2 separate regions of the Macaca mulatta genome follow, and region 1 is linked to region 2. A link is a contact called in public Hi-C data. All regions are on one chromosome and are shown on one strand. Each heading gives the region's core, a stretch centred on a gene start, on an enhancer-like site or on the middle of the called end of the contact. The rest is flanking DNA. Distances are from core to core; before and after follow the strand shown. Region 1 has its middle 27 kb from the start of SMC3. Region 2 holds the start of DUSP5 (dual specificity phosphatase 5).

Region 1 (5,179 bases), core at 2,217-4,716, 45 kb after region 2:
AAAGCAATTTTGAACAAAAAGAACAAAGCTGGAGGCATCACACTACCTGACTTCAAAATTTACTATAAAGCCGTAGTATGGTACTGGCATAAAAAGAGACACATAGATCACTGGAACAGAGTAGAGAACTCAGATATAAATCCACACATTTGTAGCCAACTCATTTTGACAAAGGTGCCAGGAGCAAACAATAAGGATCATCCCTTTAATAAATGGTGCTGGGAAAACTGTATGCAGAAAAATGATTCCAGACCCCTATCTCTCACCATAAACAAAAATCAAATCAAAGTGCATTAAATACTTACATCTAAGGCATGAAACTATGAAACTATTAGAAGAAAACATTGGGGAAGTGCTCCAAGACTTTGGTCTGGGCAAAGATCTTTTGTGTAATCTTTTCATGTAACCTCAAAAGCAACAGGAAACCAAAGCAAAAGTGGACAAATGGGATTACATTAAGCTAAAAAGCTTTTGTACTGTAAAGGAAATAATCAACAAAGTGAAGAGACAACCTACAGAATGGGGGAAAATACTTGCAACTAGCCACCTGACAGGACATATAAAAAGCTCAAACAACTCAACAGGAACAAAACAAATAATCCCATTTAAAAATGGGCAAAATAGCTAATAGGCATCTCTCAAAAGAAGGCATACAAATGGCCAACAGGTATGTGCTCAACATCATTAATCACGAGAGAAATGCAAATCAAAACAATGAAATATCATCTCACCCCAGTTAAAATGACTTTTATTTATTTAAAAAAAAAAAGCAATAACAGATGCTGGCAAGGATGTGAAGAAAGGAGAATTCTCATACACTGCTAGTGGGAATGCACATGAGAACAGCTACTATGGAAAATAGTATTGAGGTTCCTCAAAAAACTAAAAATAGAATGACCATATGATCCAGGAATTCCACTGCTAGGTGTACATCCAAAAGGAAGAAAGTCAATATATGGAAGAGATGTCTGCACTCCCATGTTTACTGCAGCACTATTCACCGTAGCCAACATATGGCATCAACCTAAGTGCCCATCAACAGATAAATGGATAAAGAAAATATGGTACATACACACAATGGAATATTATTCAGCCATAAAAAGAATGAAATTCTGTCATATGCAGCAACATAGATGGAACTGGAGGACATTATGTTAAGTGAAATAAGCCAGGCACAGAAAAACAAATACTGCATGATTTCAGTCACACGTAGGAGCTACAAAAGTGGATCTCATAAAGAGAGAGAGTAGATTGGTGGTTACTAGAGGCTGGGAAGGCGAAGGGAACTGGGGATGAAGATAAATTGTTTAATGGGTACAAACATACCATTTGATAGAATACATAAGACCTAGTGTTTGATACATAAGGAGGGCAACTATAATTTATAATCATCTATTGTACATTTCAAAATAGCTAGAAGAGAATAATTTGAACATTTCCAGCGTAAGGAAAAGATTAAACATTTAAGGTGATGGACATCCCAAGTATACTGATTTGATCTTTATAAATTATATGAATGTATGAAATTATCACATGTCCCAAAACTATTTACACGTAAATATCATATATTAGTACATAATAAAAAGTTTAAAAAAGAAAAAATAAATAAAAACAAGCATAAGGAAATTCAGTAATGTTCTGATTATTTCCATAATGACCACTTCAGCCCTATTTTATCAGTGTCTTTTTTTCTCACTTTCTGTTGCCTCCACTTTGTTGGTGCCATAGCCCCGTGTGGTCTACCTGTTGGATAATCCTGCAGTGGATAGACGTCACTGGACCACATGTGTTGGCCAATATAGGGAAGCTCTTTCTAACCATTTATGTTGTGTGACCACTAAGAGGGCTTCCCTGGGAGGAAGTGCCCAGTCACTGTTGTGTTCCCAAAGAGGCCAGAAGTCCCTATGACGGGGACAAGATCTGTGAGAATCTGGAAAGAAAGTGGCTTACCCTATGAAGTCTTTTCTGGTCTGATGATGCTAGGGTGGGCATTCCAAGTACTTTGGAAGGGACTGCAAAGGCCTGCTCCAGGCTGGGGGTCACAGGCTGTGGGATGGACCTCTGGGGTTCCTTTGGGGACTTTGAGGAAAAGAGTTACCCTTTTCTCCAGGAAGGCAAGCTTACCCCTGGCTTGGAGGTCTTGCAGGAGCCCTGCAGCTACATCTGGAAAACCAGCCACACTGTCACAAGATAGCACCAGGGATGACTGGATCAGGACCAACTCGGGGGCACCAAGGGGCATTTTAGCCACCCATCAGGGCACTCTGTGTTCAGTCCTATTTACATGTATGTTCCCCTGTGCTCAGCTATGAGCTCCTTGAAAGGCACGACAGCCTTATTGGTTCTTGTATCCCTGGTGCTGGCCCTTGGTTGAATAGAATGAATAGGGTCAGGAAGAATGAAATGGCGTGTTTCTTTAAGGCAGTATATAAATGCATATTCTATAAACAATAAATAAAATGCCTTCCAGGTGTCTAGTGACTTTGCACAAGGATACTCAGGAAACTGGTTATGTGTTCACCTCTGGAGAGGGAGGCCAGAGGGCAAGGGTCTTGGGTGAGAGGGACACTATTCATCCCTTAATGCCATTTTTATCATGTGTATGTGTTAGTTATAGAAACTAAAATAAAAACACTGAGGTTAAAAAGTTCCCAAAGTGCTTCCAGCAACACAGTAGGTGATTTAAGTGGTGTAACAGAGTACCGGATATTGCAAGTGCGTGATGCTTCTTACAAGAGGCTCTTGACCTTTTTCTCAGATTTATAGACTTTCAGTTTACAAACCCTTTTCATAACACTGAAATGTTTACTTTCCAGTATAGAGCTCAATAACTCATCAGTTAAAAGTAGGCTGGTGATGAAGGCAGGCAAGAACCCCATCCCCCAAGAGAGGAGTCAGAGAAATGAGTCATTTTGGGTGCAACAATTGACAGCCACAAAAGGGACTAAAGGCTATTGGCAAAAGATTATATTGTTTTCTTCTTTTCTTCTCTTTTCTTTTCTTTTCCTTTCCTTTCCTTTTCCTTTTCCTTTCTTTCTCCTTCTTTCCTTCTTTTCTTTCTTTCTTTCTTTCTTTCTTTCTTTCTTTCTTTCTTTCTTTCTTTCTTTCTTTCTTTCTTTCTCTTTCTTTCTCTCTCTCTTTCTTTCTTTCTTTCTTTCTTTCTTTCTTTCTTTCTTTCTTTCTTTCTTTCTTTCTTTCTTTCTTTCTTTCTTTCTTTCCTTTCCTTCTTTCCTTCCTCCTCTCTCTCTCTCTCTCTCTCTCTCTCTCTCTCTCTCTCTCTCTTTCTTTCAGACAAATACTATTTAGTTAAAAGCAGCTCTTCCAGGCTGGGCAAGGTGCCTCATGCCTGTAACCCCAGCACTTTGGGATGCCAAGGCAGGAGTTTGAGACCAGCCTGGGTGGCACAGAGACTCCATCCCTACATACGGGAAACTGAACATTCCTCCTAATGCCCTGGGTTAACATATGCTGGGGCATCATCCAGCTACTGGTATGTACCAAAGACAGAGCTTATTTCAAATGACCCACTCCCTTCAATGGGAGCCAGAGTGAAGGAGGCTGGGCAGGAAACCAGCCAGGCTAGCCAGAGCCCACCAGCATGGCCTCGGGTCTGGCCCTATGTTAATCCACCAGTTCCTGCAGCCCTAATCAGATCCTGAGAGACCAATTTATTCTAAGTAATCAACAAGAGTGGGAATAATGAAACAGGAAATGGATGTGTTAGTTTATAAGCCAATTCCTTGAGTTCAGCAGCAACAAGATTACTGCTGCTGCACTATTGTTCTCTCCTGATGGATGAGGCAAGTTGAGACCACTGCATAAGCAAAAGGTTGCTCAGAATGTTGAAAGACTACAAAGGGACCTGGGAATTATTTAGAGGGAGGCAAGTGGTGTAGTAAAAAGCGGGTGGTCAGATGAAATTGGCTGGAAATCATGGCTCCAGCACTTACTAACTATGTGACTTTGGGCAAGTTACCTAAAAGTCTATGTCAGTTTCTCCACAAATAAAATGGGCACCATAACACCTAACTCACACAGCTGTTTTAAAGAGTAAATGAGATAACATATGGAAAAGTCCAGGCACAAACTAGATATCACCAAATGCGCACTTCCTTTTAGTTATTTTCACAGATAATTTTCAACTGCAAGGTGATACATCATGTTAATTACTGAATATGGAAAATGTTTGATAAGCCAAAAGGAAAAAACTCAAATCTCCCACAATTCCATCAGCCAGAGATAACTGTTAGTAGCATTTTCGTATGTGTCCCTCCAGGCCTTTTTATGTGTTATTGTTTTTAAAAACAAAAACAGGATCCTACTCCCATGGTGTCTTAAAACTGACTCTTTTAACTTATGACCATATATTAACATCATCTGATATCTTCACATCCTCTACCGCATGATTAAAAAGAAAAAGTCAGACATGATATGGCCATATCATATATATATATATATTTTTTTTTTTTTTTTTTTTTTGGACAGAGTCTCACTCCATCACCCAGGCTGGAATGCAGTGGTGCGGTCTTGGCTCACTGCAGCCTCTGACTCCCAAGTTTAAGCGATTTTCCTGCCTCGGCCTCCCAAGTAGCTGGGGATTACAGGCATGTGCCACCACACCCGGCTAACTTTTGTATTTTTAGTAGAGACTGGGTTTCACCAAGTTGGCCAGACTGCTCTCGAACTTCTGACCTCAAGCAATCTGCCCTCCTCACCCTCCCAAAGTGCGGGGATTACAGGCATGAGGCACCATGCCCAGCCTTATTATTTATTTTTTCAGACAGGGTCTCACTCTGTCACCCAGGCTGGAGGGCAGTGGCACGATCACACCTCACTGTGTGTGGTGTTGATCAACCTCCAGGGCTCAGGTGATGCTCCCACCTCAGCCTCCCAGGTAGCTGGGACTACAGGCATGCGTCATCACACTCAGTTAATTTTTAATTTTTTTTTTTTTTTTTTGTAGAGGCAGGATCTCTCCATGTTGCCCAGGTTGGTCTTGAACTCCTGGGCTCAAGGGAATCCACCTGCCTTGGCCTCCCGAAGTGCTGGGATTACAGGCATGAGCTACTGAGCCTGGTCGTCATCTTTTATTTAACCAACCTCATATTGTTGAGCAGTGTCTCCATTATAAACAATGCAAAAATGAACATCTTAGCAGCTGAGCAACTTTCTTTCTTTT
Region 2 (5,072 bases), core at 2,222-4,721:
TGACAGCTAACAGGCTGGGGGTTAAGGGGTGGCGTCCTGAACGTGCTCCAGAGCTGTGTGAAGGTGGAGAAGGATTGCTTTACAAAGGATGGGGGTGGTGGGGGGAGGGGTGATGAGAAGGAAGGTGAGAAACGTTAGAGGTGGGTTGTGACCAATTGGCCAGACCAAGGACCTTAGTGTTCCACTAAGGAATTTGGATTTTACCAAGACAGTGCATAGGTGGCATTGAAATTTTTTTAGCAGGGGAGGTGGGCTCTGTGCTTAGATGTAAGCTTAAGACCACATTGTAGAGGATGAGAGAGCAAGGAGGGGGCTTTGAGACTGGGATATGTGATGCTAACGTAGGGTCCAGTGGGGATGGCGGATAATGGGGCCCTTTCACTACAGCAATGGGCAGGACCAGCTACAGAGTTCGTGGGGCCCAGTGCAAAAGGAAAACGCAGGGTCTCCTGTACAAAATTAACAATTTAGTAACAACAGAGCATTAAAACAAGTGGGGGTCCCTTCTAAGTATGGGTCCGTTTGGCTGCGCAGGTCACATACCTGCAAAGCTGGCCTTGGCCGTGGCACTAGGCAGGATGAGTCAGACAAGAGCTCTGGGAAGCCGGGCCCCAGAATTTAGTAATCTGTTGGACATGGGACGTGAGGAAGCAATCCAGCTGACAGATAACCCTCCTACACCGGGTGCCAGGCCACCCTTCTGCTTTCTGGGCACCCTCCTTGGTGTGACCAACTCTAGCTTATTAACATGTATAAACTTCACCCACTCCTCCTTTTCCTGCTACCCTCACCCCAGACCTGCTCCTGTAGAGTTCCTATCTAAAGGTTAAAAACTATGGTGTCAGCTGGGCATGGTGGCTCACGGGTCACACCTATAATCCCAGCACGTTGGGGGCGGGCGGATCACAAGGTCAGGAGTTTGAGACCAGCCTGACCAACATGGTGAAACCCCATCTCTACTAAAAATACAAAAATTAGCCTGGCGTGGTGGTGTGCACCTGCAATCCCAGCTACTCAGGAGGCTGAGGCAGAAGAATTGCTTGAATCTGGGAGCCAAGATCACACCACTGCACTCCCACCTGGGCGACAGAGGGAAACTCTGTCCCCCCGCCCCAAAAAAAAAAAGAAAGAAAGAAAGAAAAAAGAAAAGAAAAATGCTAACTGGGTGTTGGGTGTGGTGGCTCATATCTATAATCCCAGCACTTTAGGAGGTTGAGGTGGGAGGATTACTTGAGGCCAGGAATTTGAGACCACACTGGCCAACACAGTGAGAACGTATCTTTAAAAAAAAAAAAAAAAAATCTTTGGTGTCAGTCTCCAGTTCTCTCTCCCCATCTCACCCCTCCCAGCATCTTACTTCCTCAATGTGCTCCCATTCTTATGGGCTCCCCATAGCTGCTTTTCTGGCAGGCCCATATCAGCTCAGCTCTAGATTACCCATGAAATCCTCCCATCCATCCCCCAGACTCCGGACTCCTCCCCCACTCTCAAATAAAACACTCATCCCGCACACAGCCGCCTCAGCGATGTTCCCAAATGCTATCCGGATCTGGTCACTGAGTAAGATCCCTCATTGGGGACTGTCCGGGCCAAAGACTAAGACCCAATTGAGTCAAACAGCACAAGGCCCTCTGTTGCCTGACCCTGCTTAATCTGCTAATAAATACCAGAAGGGCCTTAGTCTCCCACGTACCTCCAGTACGCACCATGCTGGGTTTTGTGTTTTTTTGTTTTCTTTACCTCAAGCAGTTTCCTCTGCCTGGAATCACCCCTCCTGCTTCGTAGTCTGGCTTACAATTCCTCGGAATTGGCCTCAGCCCTCATCTCCTCTGGGAGGCCTTCTCCAGCCCACGCCCCACCCTGCCACACCCCTGCTGGGCGCTGTTCCCTACGGAATACAGGCCCTCCCCTCCCCTCTGGGCTGGGGGCAGCTGGAGCTGAGTACAAGTCTTACGTTGGTGCCGCCAGCCCCAAAACAAAGCCTGGCCCACGTGGGTGCTCCACGTACGTGTGTGGCTCTGGGCTGAGATATCGGGGGTGGAAAGAGCCGGTAACAGAAACAGAACGTGCTGGAGGAAGAGCAGTTTGCAGGGAAGGCTGGCACAGATAACCACAAAGAGAAAGAAGGCCCCCGCATCACGTCTTCACCAAGACCCCACTGGCAAGGCGAGGACAGCGCCTTTTGGTGAATGCAGCCGTGACCCAGAGGCAATGCCGGCTGTTCTGGTGTCTGATTTGATTGCATCTGATTTCAGAATTTGATCTCTGCTTCCTTCTGAAAACCTCCTTCCCTTATGTCAGTTGTCAACAAGCCCTTGTCTAGTGCGGGCAGACTGTTTTCCATCAAGCAGTCCCAGCCAGGCTAACAATAAAATGGTTGGCAGTGAGCTTGGGGGCAGAAACCTGTTTCCATCCACTTGTCCCCACAGCTAGGGGAGCCCTGGCACACAGCTGACCCTCAATAAATGCTTACTGAATGGGTGAGTTGTGTCTGCTTCCCCAGGAATAGGGGTGGAAGGCCTGAAGCCCCTGGGAACCGGTGGGGGCAGACAGCCTGAGATTAAACTTGATCCACAGATAATCCCCCAAATCCAGAAGCCACCTGGACAACAGTTGGCTGAACTGAGCTCCACCGTGGGATACACGCTGATGCTACTGATGAGTTCACCACGGATTTCCCCGGGACCAGAAAACAGCTCCTCAAAATACAACTTATTATTCTAATCATTATTGGAGAGTGACAGAGAAAAGAGCGTCAATCCTTTGAGGGCAGAATCCATTTAGGGAGATTAAATGGCTTTTCTCACCGCCGACCTCCAACCCCCGTTTTTACTTTTAGAATCTTTATTATGAAAAATTTCAAACATACAGAAAAGTGGAGAAAACAATATAACGAATTCGGCCACCCATCACCCAGCCTCAGCGATGACCAACCCGCGCCCGACCCCTCCAGTCATCCATACCCCACCCCTCGAGGCAAATCTCCCACGTCCTCCCCTTACACGCGCAGACCTCAGTAGCGACAGGAATCCGTTCCGGACTCCTCTGCGGCCCTGGCCGGCTCCCTCGGCCCTGCTCAGCGCGGCACGGGCGGGTTCTCGGCCCACGTCCGTGAAGCCGAAGGCCGGATCATGCGGCGCCGCCCCGCCTCCCACAGCGCTTCCTCCTCGGACCGCACCGCGGGGGTCACTGTGGCCCGGAGCGCCTCGACACACGGCCGGCAGCCGCGGGTGATGCGCGAGTGAGTCCCTCAGCGCAGCGCAGAGGAGAAAACGAGGAGGCGCCTTCCACTTCCTCTTGCTCTAATGCCGGCACCCGCCCCGCAAGTCCCTCGCCCCCGCTGCCCCGCCCCCGGTAGGGCGTGGCCACGGCCCGAGGGGCGGGGAAACACCCATATTTGGCCTTATATGGGCAGCCGCGTCACGGACGGTACTCATTCACATAAAACGCTGCGCGGCCGGCGGAATCCCCGGCTTCTGTGGCGGCGAGCGGCCGGGGTGGGTATCGAGCGCGCGAGGCGAGAACGCGGAGTTGCGCCGCCGCTCGGGCGCCGGGCTCCGTCGCGGCCGCAGCCCCGCGGGTCGCCCTCCCGTGCCTCGCCCGCGGGCATCCTGGCCGTGGGCACCCGCGGGGCGCGCGGCGCGGGGCCGCTGGCCGGCGGCGGCGGCGGCATGAAGGTCACGTCGCTCGACGGGTGCCAGCTGCGCAAGATGCTCCGCAAGGAGGCGGCGGCGCGCTGCGTGGTGCTTGACTGCCGGCCCTACCTGGCTTTCGCCGCCTCGAACGTGCGCGGCTCGCTCAACGTCAACCTCAACTCGGTGGTGCTGCGGCGGGCCCGGGGCGGCGCGGTATCGGCGCGCTACGTGCTGCCCGACGAGGCGGCGCGCGCGCGGCTCCTGCAGGAGGGCGGCGGCGGCGTGGCGGCCGTGGTGGTGCTGGACCAGGGCAGCCGCCACTGGCAGAAGCTGCGGGAGGAGAGCGCCGCCCGTGTCGTGCTCACCTCGCTGCTCGCCTGTCTGCCCGCCGGCCCGCGGGTCTACTTCCTCAAAGGTGAGCGCGCGGGGTCCCTGCCACGCTCGCCCCTCCGGCGCCCCCGGGTCCCTTCCCTGTGCCGGGGCGCCATCCTACACCCTGGGACCGGGAGAGTCACCACCTGCCGGAGTCTGCACTCTGGGGCTTGTTGTGCGCTTGGGAGGGCACTGCAAATGTCAACACTCAGAGCTCCCCCTCTTCCCCACCCGAGTTCCTCGAAAGCGCCTGGCAGCCGGTCTGTCCGCCGGGCTGGGTGGAGTTGGTTATGCTGCGGGGTTGCTGCTGCTTAGCAGTTTGGGGACCGTCGGCCCGTGCTGGGCACGAGCCCCCTTTCAAGACCCGAGCTTCGCCGCTGTCGCTGGGGTCAGGGCTTGGGGCCTTCCTGATAGACTGATCTGGTGGGATCAGCAGGTCGCGACCCCTTCCCCCATGGTGTGGCGCCATGGTGCCCCCCTTCCTCCCGCCTAGCCACCTGTGTCTTCACCGACCCCTCTTGACTTTTTGACCTGGCGAGTCCCTTCCCTTTCCATTTCATTTTATTGCTTTTTATTGTTTCCCTCCGGCCTCTTCTCTCCTAGATCTTTCTCTAGCTCAGTTTGGAGCTCACATCCTTCCCACCCTTTTCACCTCCTCCCTCCTCCGCCCCAGGATTATCCTTGGGACCCATCCTGAGCCGAGCCTACAGCCGGCCAGCCAGGAAATAGAGGTGCGCGGGGGCAGGGTGGTGTGGAGATTCTGCGGCCTTTGATTTGACACCTCCCGGAGCTACCACCACAGGCCTGCCCATTTCACCTGCCAGGAAGATAACTTTGGCTTCTAGTGGTGGGTGGGTGATTGACTCTCAAAGTCCAAAGCACTGGTTTTTTCTGGGTCACTTCCTATGACTGCTCCTGCTTTGTATTTGAGTCCTTTGTAACCTCAAATGACACCCGGGGAGACCTGACCCACATGAAGAGATGAGGGCTCAGCCCCAGCAGGGCCCCAAGGCCGTGCCAGCCCTGGCGCAGGCACCTTGGAATGTAACAGTGATGGGGATCAGA

The links. Hi-C and Micro-C count contacts between places; a contact is called where the count stands out from the background.
Region 1: a Hi-C map of blood shows a contact between it and region 2, with 5 times the contacts expected there. The contact joins the enhancer-like site here to the promoter of DUSP5 in region 2. A contact is called at or near these places in 5 of 14 Hi-C or Micro-C datasets (blood, cortical neurons, fetal cortex germinal zone and 2 more).

Annotation. Positions count from the first base shown.
Region 1 is chr9:122,719,330-122,724,508 of T2T-MMU8v2.0, forward strand. No RefSeq gene overlaps it. Among named protein-coding and RNA genes, the nearest start is that of SMC3, 27 kb to the right of the region's middle. Within about 2 kb of position 3,467, at least 7 of the 40 cell types and tissues checked have an H3K27ac peak or open chromatin away from gene starts, as enhancers often do. A contact at or near this core is called in blood, where this site is marked.
Region 2 is chr9:122,674,620-122,679,691 of T2T-MMU8v2.0, forward strand. It overlaps DUSP5 (dual specificity phosphatase 5), which reads left to right and starts at 3,472. Exons shown (of 4, transcript XM_001086701.5): 1 at 3,472-4,050. The coding sequence starts at 3,672.